2 separate regions of the Sus scrofa genome follow, and region 2 is linked to region 1. The links are chromatin contacts, called in public Hi-C maps. All regions are on one chromosome and are shown on one strand. Each heading gives the region's core, a stretch centred on a gene start, on an enhancer-like site or on the middle of the called end of the contact. The rest is flanking DNA. Distances are from core to core; before and after follow the strand shown.

The links. A called contact is a pair of places that touch in the nucleus more often than the background predicts.
Region 2: a Hi-C map of liver shows a contact between it and region 1, with 4 times the contacts expected there. The contact joins the promoter of UBA5 here to the promoter of ACKR4 in region 1. A contact is called at or near these places in 1 of 5 promoter capture datasets (liver), 5 of 47 Hi-C or Micro-C datasets (adipocytes, epiblast stem cells and liver) and 1 of 2 datasets of contacts at active chromatin or transcription factors (alveolar macrophages).

The regions. Positions count from the first base shown.
Region 1 is chr13:73,772,169-73,776,355 of Sscrofa11.1, forward strand. ACKR4 (atypical chemokine receptor 4) reads left to right here and starts at 1,694. Exons shown (of 2, transcript NM_001097430.1): 1 at 1,694-1,740; 2 at 4,143-4,187. The coding sequence starts at 4,152. All of the region lies in intron 14 of ACAD11 (acyl-CoA dehydrogenase family member 11), which reads right to left.
Region 2 is chr13:73,829,997-73,833,924 of Sscrofa11.1, forward strand. UBA5 (ubiquitin-like modifier-activating enzyme 5) reads left to right here and starts at 1,489. Exons shown (of 12, transcript XM_003132421.6): 1 at 1,489-2,303. The coding sequence starts at 2,143. It overlaps ACAD11 (acyl-CoA dehydrogenase family member 11), which reads right to left and starts at 1,500. Exons shown (of 21, transcript XM_001924765.5): 1 at 1,204-1,500. The coding sequence starts at 1,352. LOC110256298 (a long non-coding RNA gene) reads left to right here. Exons shown (of 2, transcript XR_002337685.1): 2 at 655-1,213.

The sequences.
Region 1 (4,187 bases), core at 444-2,943:
CTCTGTATCTAACTGTTTCTGTTTTGTTATGTTTGTTCATTTGTTTTGTTTGTGAAGGGATATTTTAAATAGAATAGTCAGGAGTTGTCTCAGTGAGGAGGTGGTGATGGGACAAACCACTTGAAAGACATGAGGGAGTGAGCCTTGCAAATATTAAGAGGAAGCACATACCAGGCAAATAGAAGAGCCAGTACAAAAGCCCTAAAAAAGGAATGTGCCTGGTACATTTCCAAACAGCAAGGAGGTGGCGTCCCAGAACAAGCAAGCAAAGGGGTGAGTAGTCAGATACAAGTTAGAGGGGTAATGAGGCAAGGAGGCAGACCTTATGGGATCTTGAAGACTACTCTAAGAATTAGTGGAGGGTTGTTTGTTTACTTCCTCTTGCTCCAACATATATAAAATAAAGAAAAATAAGAGGGAAGAGAAGGTGAAAGACCAGAGAGTCTAGAGAAGGCAGGGATAACATTAAGACCTGTATCTTTCAGAAGGCACCAAGAGATCAGAGTAATGATCAGCTATGGTAAGAAGAAGAGATCCCTCTTTTGAAAGAGGTGTGTTTAGCGCCTGCTGGGGAAGGCTGATACGCTTATCTCTTAGCAACTTTGCCCTCAGTGACTTCACACCGGTAGCAGAAATTGGCCATGGTGGGAGTATTCAAACCATGGAAAATGGCAAATACTGCAAACCCAGGCCTTTGTTTTTGTTTTATTTTGTTTTAGGTGAGCTGGTTTTGCTGCATGCAAATAACTCTCAAAGACTGGTGGATTTCAAGGAGAAGCTGGCTGTACCCTCACACACATACCTTGGGAAGATGAAGCCCCAATGATCTAGAGCCTCTTTTCTGTGAGTCAATAGGAAAGTTTTATCAGTTGCTTGGAGGAAAACAAAAGGAATAGGTCTGAAATAATTTCTGAAGGTGGAGACTAAGCCTAGCTTAGCTAGAGAAGATAACTAATAACTAAGGGAACTGTCATGCAAATGTGAAGAGTCAAGGTCAAATGGACCACAAGGATTAAATCTGCATATATTCTCTTCTTTCTCTAATTTTCATTTGTTTGGAAGTAGGGAGACAGGGAGAGAGCCTCCCTAGACAGAAGGATTTTGAAAGTTTGTAACTAGTCATTGAAGATTACAAGTCAGAAAAATAACTTAAAGTCATGAGGAAAGCATGTCTGGAGGTCAAGGACAGAGAAGGTGAATAGTGAAGTCACAGGGGTCTCATAGTTTAAGTAAAATACAAAATAATTGATGTGGTATAAACATTTAAATTTTACTATACATGCCTAGTGATTACTTGGAATTTCATTTAGTCCTCAAAACGATGGCTTTCTGGGTCAGAATCATTTTGTTCTTTCTCAGACAAAATAATTTTAGAGAATATTTGTCTAGATGCTATCTACAAGTACTTGTTAGCTGCTTTGGTTTGGCAATCATGCCTCAGCTGCCGGCATGTTCTTGTTCCCTTGGGCTAAGTGGAACTTTGAAACGTCTGTAGTTTTTGAAACAAGATTGAATTTTTTCAAGTTTGGAACCTAGGATACTTAAGAATTTGGATTTGACTTCACAGGATGGTTATACATAAAATAAAAGATAAGTGCTCACAAGGTTAAATTTCCGGAAAGCCCTCCTGGATGTAAGACAAGGGCGGGGTGTAAAACGAAAACAAAAGTAGCCTGAGTTGGAGAGTTCATTTGATTTTACTCTGCACTCAAGACTGCTCCTCTCTGCGGACTGAAACAGGTTGGTTTTTTTCCTTTCTTTTTTCACTCAGACTTGAATATGATTTATTTTTTGAGCCCAAGGACTTTACCTATTTACCTATGTAGAGGGAGTCTTGATGCATGTTTACATATGCAAACAAGAGCTATTTGAAAAAGTTATACACTTTAACCTCAAAATAAAAATATGAATATAGCAAGAAGAAATATTATTTTAATACCATTACTTGCCTAAAAAACTTTGTTAATAATAGGTTCTGCTATACCAGTTTTTCCTGCTTTGTTTTATAAACACTAATTTTTTTGTTCTTATAATAATTATAAAGGCATTTAAGTGTGTTTCTATGTATTTGCCAGAAGGATAACTTCTGCAAATAATTTCCACTCCTACTCTTATTTACCTGTATTTTTTTGTACAATTAATTCTTATTTAAAAGTATCTTTCATTAATACCTTATACGGTTTGGCCATATTATATTATCACCAGGTTCAAGATTTCTGTGATGAAAGAGAAAGAAAGAACAAAGTTCGTGTTGTGTTAATAATTAACATATAAGAAAATGAAGACTAGTCTTCCAGATCAGAACTTTTCAAATAACTTCAAGGATAAAATAGCCATTTTAAATTGTGAGCACCTGGTTTTTACATAATGAAAGCAGTTCTATGTGGTTTTTTCCACAGGGGGGCCTTCTTCACTTTGCTTTACTCAGCCATGAAAGGTTAGAAAGTATAAGAATATTCTTTTGTAAATGTAGCACAAACTGGCACACTATTTTTCATTAAATGAATCTATAAGAATATATGAAATACTTCCAAGGACAAAAATAACCTGATGGAGACAGAACGGCTAAGGAAAAAGCAAAGTAAAACTCAGCACTATAATAAAAATATTCAAAGTTATTGTTTCATATATTTTAAAATTTGTGAATTCTGTGAAAGCTTATCTTAATATTACCGAGTGTTAATAGCCAATATAGTAAAATAACTTAATGATGAGACAGGAGATTCCTGGAGTATCATCTTTCCATTCTAGAGTAATAGCATAACACCTACGGTAAAACCTGTACTTTAACAAATATTAGCTGGGCACCTAGAATGTGCCAGACACTCTCTCAGGTATTAATTACAAATATAAATCCAACAGGCCATAATCTTAGGGAACTTAGAGCAAAGAGGGAAATGATAGCCTGGGAAACATGTCTTCCATAGGATGGGTTCAATTCTCTGAAAGCTATGTATATATATACCTATCAGATCAGGAAAGTCTTCTTGAGTGGTGACATCCAAGTTAACTGAGTAGGAGTTGGCCCTTCAAGGAAAGGGCAGGAAATAGTATATCAGATAAAAGAACATTTGGGTAATGATATAGACATGGGCTGCAGCATGGTATGTGCTGGAAAACTGCTGGCAAATCAGTACCTTTACTGTCTGTGGAGCAGGGTGCACCGTAGGGGCATGTGGCAGGAAGCATGGCTAGGACCAGATAATGGAGGAGCCTTGGGTATCATGCCAAGGAGCTTAGATTGTATCTTTCAGATGAAGAAATGTGTCTTTCAGGTGAGGAGTAAAGCAGGAGAGGGACAGACTGACACTTTAGATAGAGCACTTTGATGGCAGTAAGAAAAATGTTTTTGACAAGGAGATGGTAAGGAGGAATAAGAACAGTAGGACACCATTTAGGAAGATATTGTAACAGGCCAGGTAATAATGTCGAATTACGTGGATGTGTCAAAGAGCACAGGTAAAATGGAGGAGGCAGACTGGAGACCTATTTAGAAGGTAAAATCAGAATTTAGGGGCTGACTGGAAATCAGGGATGAACATAAAGAAGAAATGAAGGACGGTGCAAGCTTAAGGCTTAGGTGATGAGTGGAATGACAGTGCTATCAAATAGTAGTTTACAACCAGCATGTAGTGACAGGTTTAGGAGGGAGGCTGACTAGAGGAGACTTTGTTTTATAGAAGCCAACTAGTAAACTGAAGTAAAATGGTGAGATAATTTATTTAACTTATTTTAAAATAAATTAATAAATAAATAAAAGTAAAATATTTATTTTAAATAAATAAAATAATTTATATTAAATTTTAATTTATTGTGTAAAGAATAAATTAAGAATCACAAAGTCATATATGTAAAAGTTATAGGGTTTAATAATTAAGAAAATTCCCTGTGGCATTTTTTTAATCTTTCTATAAATCTCAACCCCTGTTCACAGACTTGTGAAAATAAAGGATGAAAAACCTATCTTGGAGCTATACTCCAATGTGGCTTCCATTAAAGAGTTTCAGAGTAGCAGATTCAGGCTCACATATGCTATGGCAAGAATCTATTCTCTAACAAAAGAATAAAACATATGCTAGATCAAAAGAGTTTCCATTTAAGCAATATTAAAATGAATATCCTGTATTCTTTTTGCCGTTTAGAGTGGAGCCATGGCTTTGGAACACAACCAGTCAACAGATTACTAT
Region 2 (3,928 bases), core at 239-2,738, 58 kb after region 1:
GAAAATTGACACAACACTGTAAAACAGCTATAATGGAAAAAATAAAAATCATTATAAAAAAACATTAAATTTAATTCAGAATTAAGTAACTCTCAGTAAGATAATCCTCCAACAACTCTAATGATTACTATCTCCATTTTGCCAAAGAAGTTAAATAACTTGTCCAGATTCTCAGAGCAAATTTGAACTTTGATCTGTTAGTTTACAACACAAGCCTTCTAGGCTAGAAACTTAAGCCATTTTTTATTCCAATTTCTCTTTCGTCCTACAATATCTATTGTGACATGGTGCCTTTTAATTCTATACTCCAAACTTTCTCTTATCCATTTTCCTTCCCACTATTTTTAATTTACCTGAAACCAGTAGTCAAGGAATATAAATGCCAGTGATAAATGCCACTGGTATATGGTGCTCTTACAATGTTAAATCTTTTCACATCATTTCATTATCAGGATTACTCAGAACAGGCAAGTATTTGTTACAGATTATGAAACAAGTTCTCAGAGAGTTCATGTAACACAGCATTTAAATTTCCCAGTCTGTAAGTGGCACATCTAATTTTTGGCAAGAGAGGACTGCTTCTATAGCTCTGCGTTTATCAAAATACTATTTTTAGAATTAAGTCTTTTAAAATTATTTTCTACTATACATCAGACTAGAAGCAAGTTCAAAGTGGAGAACAGTACTCTCAGGATGGTCGTCCAGTTCCATTCCCCTACTTCAGAAAGAATTAAAGCCCAAAATGGTGCTGCGATTTGCTAAATGGAAGATCTGGATTAGAATTCGGATGTCCCAACCGATATCATTAACTCACTCTGCAAGAATATGGCCAAAGTGAACGGAATGACATCTGCTTCTCAAAAAAAAAAAAAGTTATAGAACAAAAGTTGAGGGAAAGCCTCTCTAAATCCTGCAGAACCTCCAACCTTAAAGTGCCTCACTGAATCCTCTAAGTACGTAATTGTTAACAAAGATTCCTTCTCATAATTGGAATCGTGAATGTTACTGTGCTTCTATTATTGCTCTTGAATTAGAAATACCCAGAATGTAATGCAGGAGACTGGTGAGGGCAGCTCCCGCCTGCAAACTGCGTCACTGAGGAAAAATAAACAAGATGGGGTAAACTGAGAACCTACCCAAAGCCAAAGGGAAAAAAGTATAAGGCACAGATTTTTTTCTGCTGGAAATGGCTGGCGTCGATACCTGTACTGGGCAACAGTCAGCTTGGCCTCAGGCTCAGCCCCAAAGTCAGGCAAGTGCTGGTATAGGTAGGCTTCCAGGGACCTGCAGTCCAACTTGTGCTGGGGCAGCACTTCCCCCATCTCGGGACCGTGGGAGGCATCGGCCTTCATGATCGCTGCTGCATCCAATGACCACAGACTCACAGAAACCGCAACTCTTCGGGGCTCGGGGACACTCCACAGCTCGGGACGCCCGGGAGGAGGGGGGCCTGCGGTTCCAGCCAATCACAATTTCCCTCCCGGAGCCGAGGCTAGGCGGACTGGCTAGGTTAAGGGTTCTAGTCGCGAAGCGCCAGGAGGGCCTTGGTGTGTGTTCAGATTAAAATTTTTCACCTAGCCTCAGAATTAGAGGCCTCAATTCTAAATAAAGCAAAACCACATTAGTCACTCCGGCCAAATAAGAACTCCGAGGCCGCGTCCACCTCCGAATTTAAAGCACCAGCAAGCGGAAAACCTAAAAGGTTCGGCGCAGAAAAAGGTCCGTCAGGACGTCGAGCTCGGGAATAAAAGATTCTGAGGTTTCTCCTAGCTGCCCGGTTGGAAACGCAACGTCGCAGGATACTGGCTCTGGATGTTTATGACCCAGGCCCTGCTGCAGGTCGGTCTTTTAGGCCCGGGCGAAGAAGGAAGCTGAAAGTGACTGCGTTTTTATTTATTTTTATTTTTTGAGGGGGAACGATGACTGCAACACACAGGAAGCGGACCCCGTGCGAGGCCAGCGGGGCCGGTGGAGACGTGTAAGTTAGAGAGGTGAAGGGAGCCCTTTTCCGGGGTTGTGGGCTAGCAAGGCCGCCGCAAGGTACCTCCGCACATACCTCTTGCCCGCCCAGCAGCCAACAGTGTGGGGCGGCGGCGACGGCGACGGCCGGGGCTGGGAGGGCTGGCGGCCGGGGTCCCAGCCATGGCCGAGTCTGTGGAGCGGCTGCAGCAGCGGATCCAGGAACTGGAACGGGAACTGGCCCAGGAGAGAAGTCGCCAGGTCGTGGGGGACCGCGACGGAAAAGGCGGTCGGACCCGCATCGAGAAGATGAGCCCGGAGGTGGTGGACTCCAACCCCTACAGGTGACCTAAGTGGCGGGGCGGAGGGGGTGTGGGCGAGGTCACGGTCTCCAGGTGGTCAGGAGTGAGGTGCCCGCCGCTGCTCTCCAGCTCCCACATCCTCGTACCACCTCTCTTTTCTTGTTCTGAGGCCCCGTCCTCAAGCGGGCGAAGCCAGGTCTCTGTACTGGTGAAAAAAATGTTTTTTTCTCTTTTAAAACTACCCAGCTGAATCAGCCATATGGTGCTTCTCCTGTGTCTGCTGAGGACACGTATCAGCTTTCCTTCTGCCCCTGCCTCTATTAGTCTTACTTGCTCTGCCTAAAATTGATAGTAATAACTTTTAGAAGGTGACACCAAATGTAAAACCCAATGAGCACACGCTTCGAGCTTCATCGAGCCCTCTCAGTGTTTCTTAAATTACGGGTGTAGGAGAGGGCTGGATTAGCTCTAAAACCGTTGGCCTTCACCTGTGTTGTCCGCTCTCTTTCTTCGTTTCCTAAGGTTTGTGAATTCAGCAGGCTGAATGTAGCTTAGTGGTTGAGGGTAAGGACTCTAGAGCCAAACTGATTGAATTCAAATCTTAGCACCTGAGTAACCTGAAGAGCGTTCTGAACCTATCTGCTTCAGTTTCTCACTTTTAGTATCTCTGTCCAGCTGTGAAGATTGAAAATGTAAGTATATGTAAAGTTCTAGAATAGTGTTTGTACATACTAAGCCCTGTACAAGACCTTATTGCTAGTGAATATGGTAACAGTTACTGAGCTTTCACTACCTGCTTAACACTTTGCATGCATTGTCACCTTTTTCTCCTTATCACAACCCTAGATGGTGGCTACTATATTTGACCCTCATTTTATAGGGGAGAAAGTTGAGGCTTAGCTGCTGTGACCTGCCTTAGACCATAGTGCTAACAGTGTAGCTAAAAAGGCCTGGACTGGCATCGTTTGTTTTACTCCAAAGTCCATGTGGAACTGTAAATAGTGTGACTAAAAACTGAATAGTTTTAAAGTTGGTGAAACAGGAAAGATTATTGTTGCTCTTCCCCTTCAAAGAGCAGGAGGGTTTGGGTTTTAACAAAAAGTTTTATTACATAAATCCTCAGTTGAAGTCTTAGGGTGCATGTATTTTTTTTTTTTAACAACCTAAAATATACACCACTATTTAGGCACAAAGATGTTAATTACATTATTATTTGTAATGGAAAAACCTGACCAAAATTATAATTGTTCCGTAATTACAAAAGGGTTCATTTTAACCAAAATTAAATGAACTCATGCCAGATTCTTGCTCTTCTCTCATTAATCTTACTACTTTCTTAATTTTTTTTTTCTTTCAGTTTTGAGATATAATAGATAGGGTGCATGTATTTTACTTCACCCATGTGAAAGGTTAACCATTCAAAATTTTTAGGGATTGAATAAGCAGGAACTGACATCTTTAATCAGAATGAGTGGAAGCTATTTGACTTGGCATCCTTAAATATTGTTCTTTTTCATTTTATGGCCACACCCACAGCACATGGAAGTTCCTGGGCCAGGGATTGAACATGAGCCACAACACTGGATCCTTATTCCTTTAGGCCACAAGGGAACTCTCCTTAAACATTTTTTAATTTTACAAATGAAAATTTTGAAATACTGCCTCCA